Linked DNA regions of Mus musculus: region 1 is linked to region 2. Evidence: chromatin contacts called from public promoter capture Hi-C data. All regions are on one chromosome and are shown on one strand. Each heading gives the region's core, a stretch centred on a gene start, on an enhancer-like site or on the middle of the called end of the contact. The rest is flanking DNA. Distances are from core to core; before and after follow the strand shown.

What was found. Promoter capture Hi-C pulls out the DNA fragments that hold promoters and counts their contacts.
Region 1: a promoter capture Hi-C map of pre-B cells shows a contact between it and region 2. The contact joins the enhancer-like site here to the promoter of Trappc3l in region 2. A contact is called at or near these places in 14 of 39 promoter capture datasets (3T3-L1-derived adipocytes, the C10 cell line, the HPC-7 cell line and 9 more), 7 of 484 Hi-C or Micro-C datasets (3T3-L1-derived adipocytes, the HPC-7 cell line, double positive thymocytes and 4 more), 4 of 115 datasets of contacts at active chromatin or transcription factors (CD8 T cells, bone marrow-derived macrophages, double positive thymocytes and 1 more) and 5 of 9 other capture datasets (adipose tissue, embryonic stem cells, liver and 2 more).

Annotation. Positions count from the first base shown.
Region 1 is chr10:34,174,561-34,178,917 of GRCm38.p6, forward strand. The region is part of intron 2 of Dse (dermatan sulfate epimerase); the gene reads right to left. Among named protein-coding and RNA genes, the nearest start is that of Dse, 30 kb to the right of the region's middle. Within about 2 kb of position 1,756, at least 56 of the 459 cell types and tissues checked have an H3K27ac peak or open chromatin away from gene starts, as enhancers often do. A contact at or near this core is called in CD8 T cells, the HPC-7 cell line, pre-B cells and 1 more, where this site is marked.
Region 2 is chr10:34,035,351-34,039,193 of GRCm38.p6, forward strand. Trappc3l (trafficking protein particle complex 3 like) reads left to right here and starts at 2,247. Exons shown (of 7, transcript NM_001162937.1): 1 at 2,247-2,338. It overlaps Calhm4 (calcium homeostasis modulator family member 4), which reads right to left. Exons shown (of 2, transcript NM_001081165.1): 2 at 3,434-3,843.

The DNA.
Region 1 (4,357 bases), core at 506-3,005, 140 kb after region 2:
TATTCCCTGTCTGAAACAGGGACAGTCTGTAACTAGCTACCCAGGCCCACTCTTCACAAGCCCTCTCATCCGTCTACCTGTAAACTGCAGTGGGCCTCAGAATCACTTGTTAGATGTCTTGGGCCTATTACACAAGTTGGGAGTCAGCAATAGGGAGGAGCTAGCATCTGTCTTCTGAACGATGGTCCAAATGCTAAAAGAATCATATTTTGTTACATCCTTTCCCCACCCTTGGAATCGTAACTGTGGCATTCATTTCCCTCCTTAATTGAAAGTATAGCCACGAACAAGTGTCCCTTTCCTGATTCACTCATGCCAGGCCATCATTACATAGAAAAGTTTTCTACATCACAGGCTTATATAAGAGACTGCATGTTTTTCTGCATGTCTGAAGTCAGCATATTGGAAGGACAAGGAAAAAAATGGGGAGACAGCCTGTTAAGTATAATTAATATGTGTTCCTTTAATTGATGAAGCCTTACAACTTGAAAAGTTTGAGGCCATTTTGAAGCTACCTATGACAAAATGGACTATTTGGCTTGCCAAATTATTAACCAAAATACCAAAATAACCAATGAACAGACCTGTACCCTTACCAACAGATTCAATAAACACATCGGAACCATCAGCAAGAAATTCCATAAGTACACGTGTACCATTGTCAACACAGCCAATGAGCGCATTTGTATCCATCACAGACAATAAGCACATCTATATCATCATCAATAGAGCCTATAAGCACATCTGTATCATTATCAAGTGATCTGATAAGCTCACTTGTATCAGCAGCAGCCTCAGCAGCTATTACAAATATTCATTTTGCATTACTAAGACTGCACGGAGAAGAAGGCCAAAACGCAAGTGACGTCAGAACAGGGTTCTTATTTCATCCAATACACAAACCCAGTGTTTAAAAACTGATTATAAAATACCACAGAAAATTAAAGATCTTCGTGAAGTATCATTATAGACAGATTCAGTACCTGCCAATTAACATCTTCCCTTGAGATGGAAAAATAAGGAATGCATAGAATCCAAACATGCTTGCCAAGTTTTTGTTAGAAAACATTTAAAGATACACTTTTAATGTTTATATGCAAAGAGTAGGCAGAACTTTATATCCAGGTTGCCTATGCTGTAAACACAAAGTGAGACACTCTACTACAAAAAGGAGGCTGCTTCTGGCCTGAAGCAATTCAGAAAGCCCACATTGCATTTAAACAGGGAACAAAGGGCGCTGAAGCATACAAGTACAAACATATCCTACAAAGAAAATTCACTTCGCATTTCTTTCCAAGTGAGTATGATTATAGCAATCCTCAAATATCTTTTTTTTTCATCAAATATCCTAAACATATGTAGAAAGCAGCCTTACTGAAACATCTTTATCTCCCCTCCTGTCGACCCCCCACCCCCAGCATTTGAAAAAGATGGAAGACAGTTTAGAGTTCAAGGTAGCTTCGTAGCAGCTTATGAGTGCCTTGCTCACAGATCCATGTGTAATGATGCTGAGTGGCAGCAACCTGCTCTTTAAGTGGCAGTCAAGAAGGAGCTTTCCAATCGATGGTCAGGGTCCTACTGCTTGAGATTCTGTTCATATTAAAGAGATTGTCCAGAGTTAAGGCTCAGAGCCATCTATTTTCAAGGATCTAAATCTACACAAAACGAGGAACCTGTCACAGAATGTAAGGTTCAAGAAAGAAAGAGTGCCTGAAAGGGGGAGGGTATAAAAGAAGGAACCACAAATGAGAAAGAGCTAGAGCTGGAGGCTGGGTTTCTGACAGCCCAGCATTTGTTTCCGGGACCAGCACACTTTAATTGATTCCAGGTGTCTGCTGAACAGACCCCTCTGCCTTTCTCACTGGAAGGTCACCAGAGGAAAACCTCATCTTTTCACTCACAGTGCCGTGTGGCTCCGAGTGTTGGGGTCCAGCAACTTCCTCCTGCTTTTGATTATCAACATTAGCTTACAGTTTAGAAAAGCAAAAGGCTGGAAAAGCAGCTACAAGAAACAGCCTTTGGAGGCCGGAAGGCAAGGCTGAGACAGGCCTCGCAGTTCATCGAGCAACAAAACCACCGAATGGTCCATTTCAGTGTGATGGAGATTTTTCTTTTTTATAAACCCCTTTCTCTTGCTGTTTTATATTATTTTACAAACACACCCTAGGATTTCAGAAGCTTGCAATCCATATGTAAGAATTTAATAATCTGTTGCAGAGGAAAAAAAATTAGATCTCTGTCCAAAAGTTCAACTTATATTTTTCCCTCACTAGTTCTCTGGATTCCCTGTAGTCAACTAGCTCCGACACAAGAGAGAAGTCATTTGTTTCCTCTGTGACTTATTTTCTGTCTCATGATACAGCAGAAACATAAGGAAAGGGAGAAAGAGTGACCCACTACAGATACTTCTCAGAAACACAACTCCAGAGCAGCAGAGTAGCTAAAAGGAATACTCTGCACCCAAGACTTGACAATCTTGTTATCTTTGCCTCTTTCTGTATAACAAAAAGAATGAAGTTTTAGTACAACTGTGTGCCAACTCTATAATCCTAAGAGCTTTTTGAGCATCACCTTATTCCATCCTTGGGACCTCATGGAGGAAAGATTCGTCTACATTTTACAGATATAAAAAACCATGTTGATAGCAGCTATGAAATCTGCCAGAGGACACGGGGCTAATTACAACAGAATCAGGACACAAGGACACAAACAAGACACTCATCTACCCCAAAGACCCCTTTGTTGGGTATGTTTCCGATGGGTTCACAAATTAAGAGGAAAGCCCCCCAAATCCACTACTGGGCAATGCACACTTGGTACCTCCCAGCTATCAACTCCAGCTTGAGCAAATCCCTTCCATCACAATCTTAAATCTCTTCACAATGTTTTCATCTCCATGTCTGATTAAATGAGGCATGGTAAGCTTATACTTTTCTGCCCTGTAAGCAGTGGTCTCCAATAACTGAGTGAGCCTTTTGTTTTATTTTCATTAAGTTCTAGATCATCAAATAAATACATACACTGAGTAGATCAAGCTTACAGCAATCCATCTAATATGATGGACAAGCATGCTGCCATTTCATCATTTTCCTAACATAAGAAAAAGTCTACTAAAGAATTCACCCCACCTAGGGGAAAACATGGCTGGCCAAATCATGAATCTATCTCCTCCACCTTTATTCCTTCATCTCTGCAGGTTTAGTGAAATGTGCTAAGGAAAGGCTCCGTTAAGGGAATCTATGCATGAGCCAAACAACCTACTCCCTGTTCTCCTTCCAGTGTCGTGTGAAAGCATCAACATCCTTCATCACCCACACTGAAGGATGTTTATGAGAGTACTGAGTCTCTGTGAAAATCTAGAAGGTTCTTTGTGATCTTTGGGCCAAGAATAATTGTTCTTTTATAGAGTAACTGACCTGATTTTTTATTCTCATGGACACTGTAAACTTCAAAACTGAGGAAGCCTATCATTTTGTTGCTAAATAAATAAAACAAAGCAATCTCAGGGTCCACATGTGATCCACTCGTGGTCATGTTGTGTGATACATTTTAGTGAATCTCACTATTCTTCTCCCAAGCCATTTCCCAACTCTTTCTCAGTTACTTTCTCTTCTCTTCTCTTCTCTTCTCTTCTCTTCTCTTCTCTTCTCTTCTCTTCTCTTCTCTTCTCTTCTCCTTTCTTTCTTTCTTAGATAGATTTATTTATTTGTTTGTTTGTTTATTTATTTAATGTATGTGAGTACTTTGTTGCTGTCTTCAGACACACCAGAAGAGGGCAACAGATCCCATTACAGATGGTTGGGAGCCACCATGTGGTTGCTGGGAATTGAACTCAGGACCTTTGGAAGAGCAGTCAGTGCTCTTAACCACTGAGCTATCTCTCCAGCCTTCTCAGCAACTTCCTATTTAAATTTTGTATTATGTGTCTTAAAATTTGGTGATGGTTTGCAGAGGTAAAGGCACAGTACAGGTAAGCACAGGTAAGAAAATAAAAAGGTGTGCACATTATTAAATTTTTAAGAAAAAAAAAAAAACCAGAATAATATGTGCTGACTCCAAAATATCATTGAATTGACCTTTATGGGATTCTGTTTAAAATCTCTATGAAACGCTTTTCTTAGACATACTTTCCTGGCTTGAATTTTAAACTCTTGCTGAAAAAAAATATTATTCTGTTTATGTACAGAAACTGCTATGACTTTTTAAAAAGGATTTTGGTTATTTGTGTGTATGCATGTATGTATTCATGCCACAGCACACATGTGGAAGTCAAAGGATAACTCGTGAGAATCTGTTCTCTCCTTTAGCCGGGTGGGTCTCAGGGACTGAACCCAGGCCATCAGGCTTGGTGGAAGTA
Region 2 (3,843 bases), core at 997-3,496:
TTTAAGAAATGCAAATTTGTCATCTTGTAATTCATAAAAACTATATAGAATCCTTACTAGTCTGACACAGTTCTCTGTAGGTCAAAATAAAGATGTCGGCAGGGCTGTGTTCCTTCTGCCGGCTCTCAGAAAGAGTCTACGTCTTTGCCTGTTTGTAGAGGATGCCCACATACTTTAGCTCATGGCCCTGTTTGTCAGGGATGATGGACACTCAGTAATGACTCTTTCTTCTCCTGTCTGGCAATACCAAATTGAAATATTTCCTCCAGATTACAGGATCCACAAGACTCGGAGTTTAAGCAATTCAAGGATCCCAGGAAACCTCTAAACTTACCTGATTCACAAGACCTCTCCTACCCAAAAGTTACATAAGCAGTAAAGATGGTGCAGAAAGATCCAGGGGTGGAGGCTCTGTGAGTCGTCACCCATGTGGACCGGGGCTTTAGGGTGATGCACTTCCTATGAGCAACCCCTCACCTATAATCCTATGAGCAGTTCCAATAAATTCCTTGGCTTGCCAAGTTGAACTTGGTAGAATTTTTTGGTCTGTTTATTGTTACTGCCCTGTCTGTGTTGAGCGGACATAGTTTGTGATTCCTTGAGAGTAGCCCAACATTTTCCCTGACTGATTCCTCCTGTGGAGAAATGACTCGAGACTCTACAGGACTTGATCTCCTCATCTAAAAGTACTCGTGTCAAATCTTCCAAGTGTCTTTCCCATCAAAATAACACTGATGAATTACAAGGACTAGAGTCTTGGAATATAAACCCCGTGGCATGTAAGTGTGTCTGTCCATATGTTTAATTTTGAAGGAGATTTATTCAATATAGATTTTCGCAGAACTACTCTTCAAATAAGTCTGTGTTCCAAGTAGGAGTTCACTCAACAACTCTTACAACTTAATCATTCTTTCCTGTCTCATACAAAGGAAAATTAAAGTTCCAGAGAGGCTGACATTCATAAGGTCATATGAGTAATGAGTGACAGTGCTTCTCTGAACTCCATGTTAACCCTTCATAACTATGGCCTTCTGAAAGAAACAAGATTATAGTGCTGTCCTGGACCTTTCATGTGTGTGTGTGTGTGTGTGTGTGTGTGTGTGTGTGTGAGAGAGAGAGCGAGAGAGAGAGAGAGAGAGAGAGAGAGAGAGGTGGGAGGGAGGGAGGGAGGGAGGGAGGGTGGGAGAGGAAGAGGGAGAGAAAAAGAGAACCTGAGACTCCAGGACAGGGGTGGTGGTAATTCTGAAAGTGTTTTTTTCAAGTTGGAAATATTTGCGTAGATTTACTGATGGAGCATTTCAAACCCCTCATGTTGCTGTTTTAAATGTCTTAATGTTTGGAATGCTTCAGACTTCATATCTTTGTAATGCTCCATATGTACTGCAGTCACCCACTACAGATAGTGCACATACTCATAGAAACCACTAGGTGGCAACAGAGGAAACCATACATGAAAGCTGCAGTCTCCCTAGATGCTGAGATTAAAGAAGATTCATCATTCTTGGAGTTTAGAACAGCCAAATGAGTTCCACTAAGGACGATGCAGTTCACCCGTTTAGAACCACCGTGCGCTATTCCATCCAGGGTCACATCTGTAGACATGTTAACTTCCAGTTCACACAACCAGTTTTAAACCTGCCTGTTTCCCAAGCCTGGCACTCTGCTCTTTCTTGATCGCATACTAATACTTGGTATGCTGCATGTTGAACCTAAAATTGTGTCTATGCATTTGTGGCTTTTTGAGCTAGAAAACATATTTGTACTCTGCATTCAGAATGCCGTTAATTAGTTATATGATTTAAAAATGTAAAGGTCTGTTTGTGTTTGCCTTTTAGTACAAACTAGATGCGAAAGAACAGTAAGCCCACGCTGTTGTTTCTTTTTTCTTTTTCTTTTAAAAAAAAGAGTGCAAGAGAAAGTGATATAGATCTCATTGGACTGGAGTTGCATGTGGTTAGAAACTACCAGGTGTGGGTGCTGGCAAAAGAATGCAGATCCTCGGGAAAAGCAACAAGCGCTATTAAACCCTGAGCCCCCACATGGCTGTTTCTAATTGCAGTCATTACCTTAAATTTTTAAACAAAAACACAGCTGGAATGAGTACAGAATCAAGGAGAATGATGAAGCATAAGTAAGGTCTGTGCAATTCAGCTTTGCTAGAGTAAAGGAGTCAGAAACAGCCAGAGCTAAGCTTTGGGTTTATTTTTCTCCTGGGAAGGCGGTGGTCTGAATCCTGGTGGAGTAGTGGAGCAGACAAAGGAGAAGTCAGCGAGTCTATCTCTGCCAAGCCACAGAAATTGATGTGCCAGCCAAAAGAACTTGGCAGCAAAAATACAAGGTAGGTGTTAGCGCATATAATTGATTTTAATTATATGCTTTATAATTACCTAAACCCATTAAGCATAAAGGAGAGGAAGGCCATGTTCTTTTTTTTTTTTTTTTTTTTTTTTTTTTTTTTTTTTTTTTTCCCATTTTTTATTAGGGATTTAGCTCATTTACATTTCCAATGCTATACCAAAAGTCCCCCTTACCCACCCACCCCCACTCCCCTACCCACCCACTCCCCCCCTTTGGCCCTGGCGTTCCCCTGTACCGGGGCACACAAAGTCTGCGTGTCCAATGGGCCTCTCTTTCCAGTGATGGCCGACTAGGCCATCTTTTGATACATATGCAGCTAGAGTCAAGAGCTCAGGGGTACTGGTTAGTTCATAATGTTGTTCCACCTATAGGGTTGCAGATCCCTTTAGCTCCTTGGGTACTTTCTCTAGCTCCTCCATTGGGAGCCCTGTGATCCATCCATTAGCTGACTGTGAGCATCCACTTCTGTGTTTGCTAGGCCCCGGCATAGTCTCACAAGAGACAGCTACATCTGGGTCCTTTCGATAAAATCTTGCTAGTATATGCAATGGTGTCAGCGTTTGGATGCTGATTATGGGGTGGATCCCTGGATATGGCAGTCTCTACATGGTCCATCCTTTCATCTCAGCTCCAAACTTTGTTTCTGTAACTCCTTCCATGGGTGTTTTGTTCCCACTTCTAAGGAGGGGCATAGTGTCCACACTTCAGTCTTCATTTTTCTTGAGTTTCATGTGTTTAGGAAATTGTATCTTATATCGTGGGTATCCTAGGTTTTGGGCTAGTATCCACTTATCAGTGAGTACATATTGTGTGAGTTCCTTTGTGATTGTGTTACCTCACTCAGGATGATGCTCTCCAGGTCCATCCATTTGGCTAGGAATTTCATAAATTCATTCTTTTTAATAGCTGAGTAGTACTCCATTGTGTAGATGTACCACATTTTCTGTATCCATTCCTCTGTTGAGGGGCATCTGGGTTCTTTCCAGTTTCTGGCTATTATAAATAAGGCTGAAAGGCCATGTTCTTAATGAAAAAAATTTACCCAGCTAGCTGCTGAACAAAAGAATACATGAAAAGAGGGTGGGGTATCGATTTATTTCATTTGAAATAGATGATACACAATGCAATAAAATATCAAGTATATATGCTATTATTCATGCATTCATATAGATGCTAGGAATTCCTCAGAACCATGTAAATCAGGAATTCCCCATCTCCTTTACCAAAAAGTCATGGCCACGATTAACTGGCTCAGAAGGTAAGCTTTCTCTGTTTGAGTTTGTTGAGGAGAGGGCTTCAGAAGCCGTCAGAGGCTGTTTCCTATTGTTAAGTCCTAAGCAACTATTAATCTTCCTGGTGATGTAACACTATAACTTCATACATTCTTTGATTGTGCTGTTAATTGAAAACCTTATTGAAAAGTCTCTTTGTGGTGAAGGTCCTGAAAACTAATAAACCAATTCCGAGTTTGGTGAGGATGATTCA